Linked DNA regions of Mus musculus: region 2 is linked to region 1. Evidence: chromatin contacts called from public HiChIP or PLAC-seq data. All regions are on one chromosome and are shown on one strand. The core of a region is the stretch at or near the end of the contact, and the rest is flanking DNA. Distances in the headings are between cores, read along the strand shown. Region 1 has its middle 95 kb from the start of Gm14413. Region 2 overlaps Gm14325 (predicted gene 14325).

Region 1 (3,529 bases), core at 760-3,259:
GCTTCCTATACATTTAGCAAAACTTTTCATTCCTCGTCAGTTAATTTTCCAGGGGAATTAGGATTTGCATTTCCCTTGAGAAATAACAAACAGACATTTAAGTTCTTCTGTGGCAAGCTTAAGGTGAGGTCTTAGCCAACTAACATTTCCTAACAGCTTTTGAAAGTAATTTAAAGTAAGTAAACTATCTTTTCTTATTTGAATTTTCTGGTCAACAATTTCTTTAGGATATAACTGATGGCCCAAATCTTGAAAAGGATATTGTCTTTGAATCTTTTCTTTCCCAAAATTTTAAAGCTTTTTATATCATAACAAAGGCCTATAGAAATACTCTTTCAGAGGAAGAATCTAATAAAATATCCATATCATGATCAATAAACAGAGTAGGATTCAAAGTCCTAACCTCTTATATTGAAGCAGAAACAAATTTTTGACAAAATGTAGGGCTACTGACCCTTCCTTGAGGAATTCCATTGAAGGGAGTCCAATGATATCACTTCGCGGCTTATTTAAAATTACAAGCAGATACATCAAATGCAAACCTTTTACAACCCTCAAGATGCAAAGGAATACTATAAAACTGATCTTTTAAGTCAATAATAATCTTACACCTACTTTTTGAAACATCTGCTAAAGTAAGTAAGCCAGTTTTCAATGTCCTCTTCTTTTTTTAAAGATTTATTTATTTATTTATTTATTTATTTATTTATTTGTTTGTTTATTTAATGTAAGTACACTGTAGCTGTCTTCAGATACACCAGAAGAGGGCATCATATTTCATTACAGGTGGTTGTGAGCCACCATGTGGTTACTGGGATTTGAACTTCGGACCTTAGGAAGAACAGTCAGGTGCTCTTACTCACTGAGCCATCTCACCAGCCCTTGAATGTCCTCTTAAGTCCCAGGGTCATTATCCTTTCATACATCTTAGGTTTTGAACTTTATTTTGGGTCATTGGAATAACCAGTCCTTTGGAGGTGAGGGAGTACATCAGCTCCAGTGCCTACTAATCCTTCCAAACAGTTTCCTTCAATTAGTACTTTAAGGTTAGGTCTCTTAATAGCAACAGATTGGACCCAGTACACATCAGTGAAACCAAAGCCACCTTGTCCTCTCACACATTTAGCAGATGCAAGGGAACTAAATTAAGTTGAACAATTCTTTTGTTAGCAGGTACAGTTATAATGGGGCAGCCATAATTCTAATTTCTCCTGCATAATCATTGTCTGTAATATGTGAATAGATCTGTAGTATTTTTATAATAGTGCTGCTTCAGTCCTGAAGTTATCCCACGTCCCTGGAGGCAATGGGCCAAAAACTCCTGTAGGCAGTGTTTGGACCCCCATTTCTGAGGTCAGTACTGGCGATCCTAAAACTCAGTAATCTCCCTGCCTCTGTGCTCTAATTTGGTTCTCTGTCCATACCTGATGGCCACAAAGGCCAGGAAAGCCAGCAAGGCCATAATATCTGTCTTGTGTTTCCTGCTCTGTGCTGTAGTTTGCTCATAACCATCATGTGGAACATACTTGTAGTGGACCTGAACCCAGTCAGAAGCAACAGAACAAGATCTTGTTTCCTAAAATCTCTGTTTAATTTCTGTAATTACTAATATCCTGACCAACCACCCACTTGCAGGACAAATTGGTGACTCCAATGTAAGCTGATTGATGGGCTATGCAAGCTATTCACCTTCATTCTAGCAGGAAGAAGAAGTGCCTCCTGAGTGCAGTGCTTAGACATCAGGCAAGTTCTAAATTTGCACAGCAATGAACAAAGGGCACTGCCCACAAAGGGGAGAAGCAGGCAGGCAAGCAGCATTGATCTGGAATCTTAGCCCCTCCCAAGGAATTGGCGGGAGAACAGACAGATCAGCTATTGGAGGAGACTCACTACTGCTACTGTCCTACAAAGCCGCAGATCTGAAAAAGGATTGGCCCAGGCTGGAAACACTAAGCTGTGTACTTTTAACACACTCTAACTTTAAGGGTGGTGTTCCTGTCTTTCAAGACTCAGTAGCCAATCAGAACCCCACACGGAGCTGCCAGTCAGAAGAGGAGGTGGCTCTTCCTGGTACTAAGCCCTCAAGTTTCTCTCTGTAACTCAGGTGACCTGAGTGTTTCTATGTGTTGCGTTCTTACTGTCTTCAGTGAGTGCTGCGAGGTAGCTCAGGCAAGCTCAGAACTTCAGACATGGTAAGTACAAAGTCATCTCCCATAAAAAAAGGGGGGGGGGGCAAGCTTCTTAGCAAAGGATGCCTGTGTAGTAGGTCTTAACAGCGCATGGATGGTAAGCATCAGCCAGGTATATCGGGCCACCTGTGCCCTCCTTTGTGGACCTAGTCTCTCCTTGGACCCGGCTGTAGCCTCTGAATAACTTTATTGTCTGGCAGCATCTGGACAAAATCTTTGTGTCAGGGGCTTGTGTGTGGAAATACACTTGGCAGGACGAGAACCAGAGGAACAGCTTACTGTGTACACTGTCAGGTAAAACAGTGCAGACAAGAGCTAGGTCACAGACCAAAGGAAAAGGGAGTGTGCTGCAGGGATCACTGTTATGGAGAAGGACCTGATTCAGGCAGTGAGAATGATTTTGTAACTTCACAGACTGCATTCATTTCTGCATGTAATTTAGTAAAACTAGATTGGTGGGTGTTTTGTTTGGACAGGTTAGCTTGAGCCAGTGGGTAATGAATTCCCATTTTAGGATCTGTATTATGTAGATTTGTGCAATCCTTGTTGACATATTTAATTGAGCTCAGAAATGTAAAACACATGCCATTAGCTGTCTCTGTGTATGTCTGTCACATTATAGATCTCAGTAGTTAACAAAGCACTTAGGGGCAAGGTCAAACACTATCTCATTAATGCCATTCCTTCTACAAAGAAAGGCCTGATCCTTTTCTAATCAGTACAGTGACAAATTTTTTAAAATTATATATTTTTCCTTTTTAAAGATTTATTTATTTATTATATGTAAGTACACTGTAGCAGTTTTCAGACACTCCAGAAGAGGGCATCAGATTTCTTTATGGATGGTTTTGAGCCACCATGTGGTTGCAGGGATTTGACTCAGGACCTTCAGACTAGCAGTTGGTGCTCTTAACCACTGAGCCATCTCTCCAGCCCTTGGTATTACTTTTTAAATTCCATTTTCTTTATGCATAGGTGCCCTGATCTGTTACTTGTTTCTATTCTCCAATGTTTCCCAGAAAACAACAGATTCATTCCTATTTGTAAAGAAATTACATATCTGTCTGTTTACAGCAACATCTGTAGTTCAGGCTTCCCTTATGCCATGTACTTCATACTTGCTTTGAGCATTTGAGCCTAAAAACTTCCTTGCTCTTTCTGAGGGTAGAAGACTGATGGCTTAGGTGATTATCACCTGTAGCCTAACAGCTGAGGATTAAGCAATGTGGCCTTTGCTCTATCTCAGAAGGAACTGCTGGGCTCTAACTTTTAGCCTGCAAGTCAGAAGTCACAGGAAGAAAATGGGATGCTCAAAGAAGTGGTTCTGGAGTTTATTACTA
Region 2 (3,529 bases), core at 587-3,086, 760 kb after region 1:
TACATGTTATAACGTAAATAAAAAAAAATCACAATATTACCTATAGCTGTGAGATTCCTATAGGTCTCTAGCATCACACCTTTGTAGAGACTCTTCTGAGAAGGATCCAGCAAAGCCCATTCTTCCTGAGTAAAGTTCACATGCACGTCATCATAGGTGATTAAATCCTGTAAGATTTGATAAGTGTGTACAAAACAAAATATACAGAAACAGTGTAAAGGATTATTTCAAAATGAATATTCGATGACTGCACTGCCTACCCACATAGTACTTTTTATCCAGTCTTTCACAGTTGGACAACAAAAACTTAAGTAAATAAATGATCTCTGGGAACCTGATGCCTTAGTATTAAGATGTTGTGTATGGAACCATGTAGAATGCTGGTAGACTTTCCACATTTTTGTTCCCTGAGATCAAATATGCAAGAGTTCCCTTAAAACTGCAGTTTCTTCTCACCTATCCATGTCACCTGTAGATAAAAAAGACCATTTCCATCTCCCCTTCCCTTCTTAGCCCCCAAGTCTGGGCAGACACCCCCTTCTCAACCATAGCCAATTCTCCCAAAGACCAAGCAGTCTGTCTAAAGAACAAGCCCACTATCTGTTTTCCTAGACAGGACAGTCTCATAGTAGGCCACAGAACTGCCACACAATATCAGGGAAAGCTTCCTCTGCCCATTTCCACGTGACCAATTTTCAACTTTTCTTCAATAACTAAGGCAACTACACCAGGAACAATGTGACCTTGACTAATGTTACCTGTGCTAGGATGTGTATAGAAATAAAATAAAATCATATTTCCTGCCTCCAATAAAAATAACTCAAAGTCACCCCTAAACTGTTATAAATCTGACCCTACAGTTACTACCGATCTGACTTCCAAACAGAGAGGCCCCATGCTCCAGAGTTCTCTCTGTCATTGTAGATGATCAGAAAGTTGAGCTATTGTTCTACAGCTGTTCATGACCCTTTGTACTCTCAGGCTAAACCGGCCCACGGGAGCCCATATACAAAAAAAAAAAAAAATGCTGAATGATAATTTAATGTCTGCTTCCTGCCATATGCATTATGCTCCAGTCTGTCCTATCCACCCACCCAGCACCAGCAACACCTGAGAAACTTCTGCATGTCAGAAGCTTCTTTTGTAACCAAGAATTGAAGTTCTGTGAATCACACCATTTTGACAATAGGTAACAGAAAGGTAAAAGGAATCTAATCAAATATTTCTGAAGGATGATCGCTGACAGCTCTTTACTACTACCTTCTAAACTATTTATAAAACTAGAAACACAAAACTGAATACAGAAGGGTCATGAATTCTAGAAATCAAACCATTACTTTTCCAATGTTGTCCTACGGCACACCAAAGGCAATGCCTGTATGTGCATACTGCATAGTCACATTTAAGTTCCATACATTCCCACTCCCAGGGCTACCGAGCCACCCCTACCCCTGTAAATCCACAGTCAGGAAGTCAAAGGACAAGGGCCTCTGCTATGATCACCACATGGACCAACAGAACCAAACTGTGATCCACAGTCCATTTAGAATCAGCAGATCGGACTCAAATAGCTCTGCAGACTTGCTCCTACTGTACTGTAACAGAGATTACTATAATAACCAGGGGATGGCTTGTGGTCTTCCAGGCAGCTTTTAACAGATGCATCTGAGGAGAATCCTGTAAAGAACCTGTAAGCTACCTTCCCCTAGTGTTCCTGATTGTTAGTCCTGCCCATAGTCCCTCATTAGCATGGAAAAGTCAGCTGGGCTTCAGGGCAACAGCAGCTCCTTCACTGTGGGATCACAGAGCAAAAGATTTAGATAGCTAAAACCTCCCAAACTCTGCAGTTACACCCTACAAGCAGACAGAGCCCTAGTCTGGAATATTTACATTTAAAAGAACGATCTAGTCCCGCAAACCAAGTAATTTCCATTTTAAAGGCCCAGGGTCCTTTCTTTGTATATTCAATTATGCATGCAATACCCACTACAGTCATCTATACTACTTACTGGGGAAGTCCTGCAGCCAACCTGCAATCCAATTCATATATTAACAAAAATTTCAAAGTGAAAGTGGGTTTGAATTTTAAGACTAAAAGCAGCCATTGGGCGAGAAAAAGGTAGAAAAAGAAGATATTTTTTAAAAAAAGACATCACTGCTCCTAGGTATGTTGGAGTAGAAAGTATATTATACACAAAGTGAGAACATAGCCAGACCCATTTGTACCTGGGAAAATATAGAGTAGACATGACCTTGGACCTTGTGAAGAGAGGAAGGAGGGGAGAAGCAAGAGCCAGGTCAGGAGGATTAATGATAGATGAAAAGGCCAGTTCCCAAATGATTGGATTGCATACAGAATGACAGCTGGGAGATTGGCTGTCCTACTCCTGGGGTAGATGGTGAGGTAAGCCAGCAATATGCTGTAATGGTCAGGGCCTGTGATCTCATTTGTCATTGCCCTAATCTGGGAAATGCCACAAGATGGCCAGTATGGAATTTTACTGATTGTGTAAAATTGATTCCTTGACTCCTCATGGTGAATGTCAACTACTGCCAAAGCAGAAAGGCCTCACCTACCTTATTCCTCCTCCTCTTCTGTGCTGCAAGTAGACCAGCTTCAAAGTTGGTCAGTGAACTCAACCTTATACCTGTCCCTCTTTATTTGTAATCCCCTAACTTGTAACCCTGTCACCCAGGGAGGTTAGACAACACTCATTCCCTGGTGTCTTTTGGCTCACTGATCAGTCAGAACCCAGCCTGAAAGCAGCTGTAGGAATGTTTTCCAAGCCCTGGGCAGCAGAGGCAGGATTCGGAGTTCAAAGCAAGTCTTTACTCCATGGCATAAAGAAAAAGCTACAGGAGATGTTTCTCTAAGCAGACAGATATGAAATCTCTTTAAAAATAGGAATGATATTCTTAATTTGGGGTCAATATTGGAGAACAGAAACATGTAAGAGGTCACGTATGGATAGTGAAAATGAAATTTAAAAAGTAGTACCAAAAAATAACTTTTTAAAAAGATAAAAATAACTGAAAAAATATATTACTGTACTGATTTGAAAAAGATCATGCTCTTCCTCGTAGAATAAATGGCATTAATAAGATAGTATTTGAACTTGCTCCTATGTGCTTTGTTAACTACTGAGATCTATAATCTGACACACACAGCTCCAGCTAATGGCATGTGTTTTACATTTCTGATACATTCTATCTATATAGTATAGATCCTAAAACAGAAATTCATTATCACTGGCTCAAGCTAACCTGCACAAACTAAGCACCCACCAATCTAGTTTTATTTAATATCATGCATTATTTAATACATGCTGTTAAATTACAAAATTATTCACCCTGCCTGACTCTTATCCTTCTCTAGAAGGGTGACACCTGGAGCAGATTCTCTTGTGGTTTTCTCTATGATCTAACTCGCTCCCGCCCTGTTTCACCTGACAGAGATAACAGTAAACTATTGTTCCTGTTCTCTACTGAAGGTAGAAGAAATGAATAGTTCATTATATGACTCAAATGA

What was found. HiChIP or PLAC-seq counts read pairs in DNA pulled down with a chosen protein or histone mark.
Region 2: an H3K4me3 HiChIP or PLAC-seq map of embryonic stem cells shows a contact between it and region 1, with 15 times the contacts expected there. The contact joins two enhancer-like sites. A contact is called at or near these places in 2 of 115 datasets of contacts at active chromatin or transcription factors (embryonic stem cells and stem cell-derived neural progenitor cells) and 2 of 9 other capture datasets (adipose tissue and liver).

Annotation. Positions count from the first base shown.
Region 1 is chr2:177,072,167-177,075,695 of GRCm38.p6, forward strand. No RefSeq gene overlaps it. Among named protein-coding and RNA genes, the nearest start is that of Gm14413, 95 kb to the right of the region's middle. Within about 2 kb of position 2,010, at least 31 of the 459 cell types and tissues checked have an H3K27ac peak or open chromatin away from gene starts, as enhancers often do. A contact at or near this core is called in embryonic stem cells, where this site is marked.
Region 2 is chr2:177,834,480-177,838,008 of GRCm38.p6, forward strand. It overlaps Gm14325 (predicted gene 14325), which reads right to left. Exons shown (of 4, transcript NM_001024849.3): 2 at 41-167. Among named protein-coding and RNA genes, the nearest start is that of Gm14325, 4.1 kb to the right of the region's middle. Within about 2 kb of position 1,837, at least 7 of the 459 cell types and tissues checked have an H3K27ac peak or open chromatin away from gene starts, as enhancers often do. A contact at or near this core is called in embryonic stem cells, where this site is marked.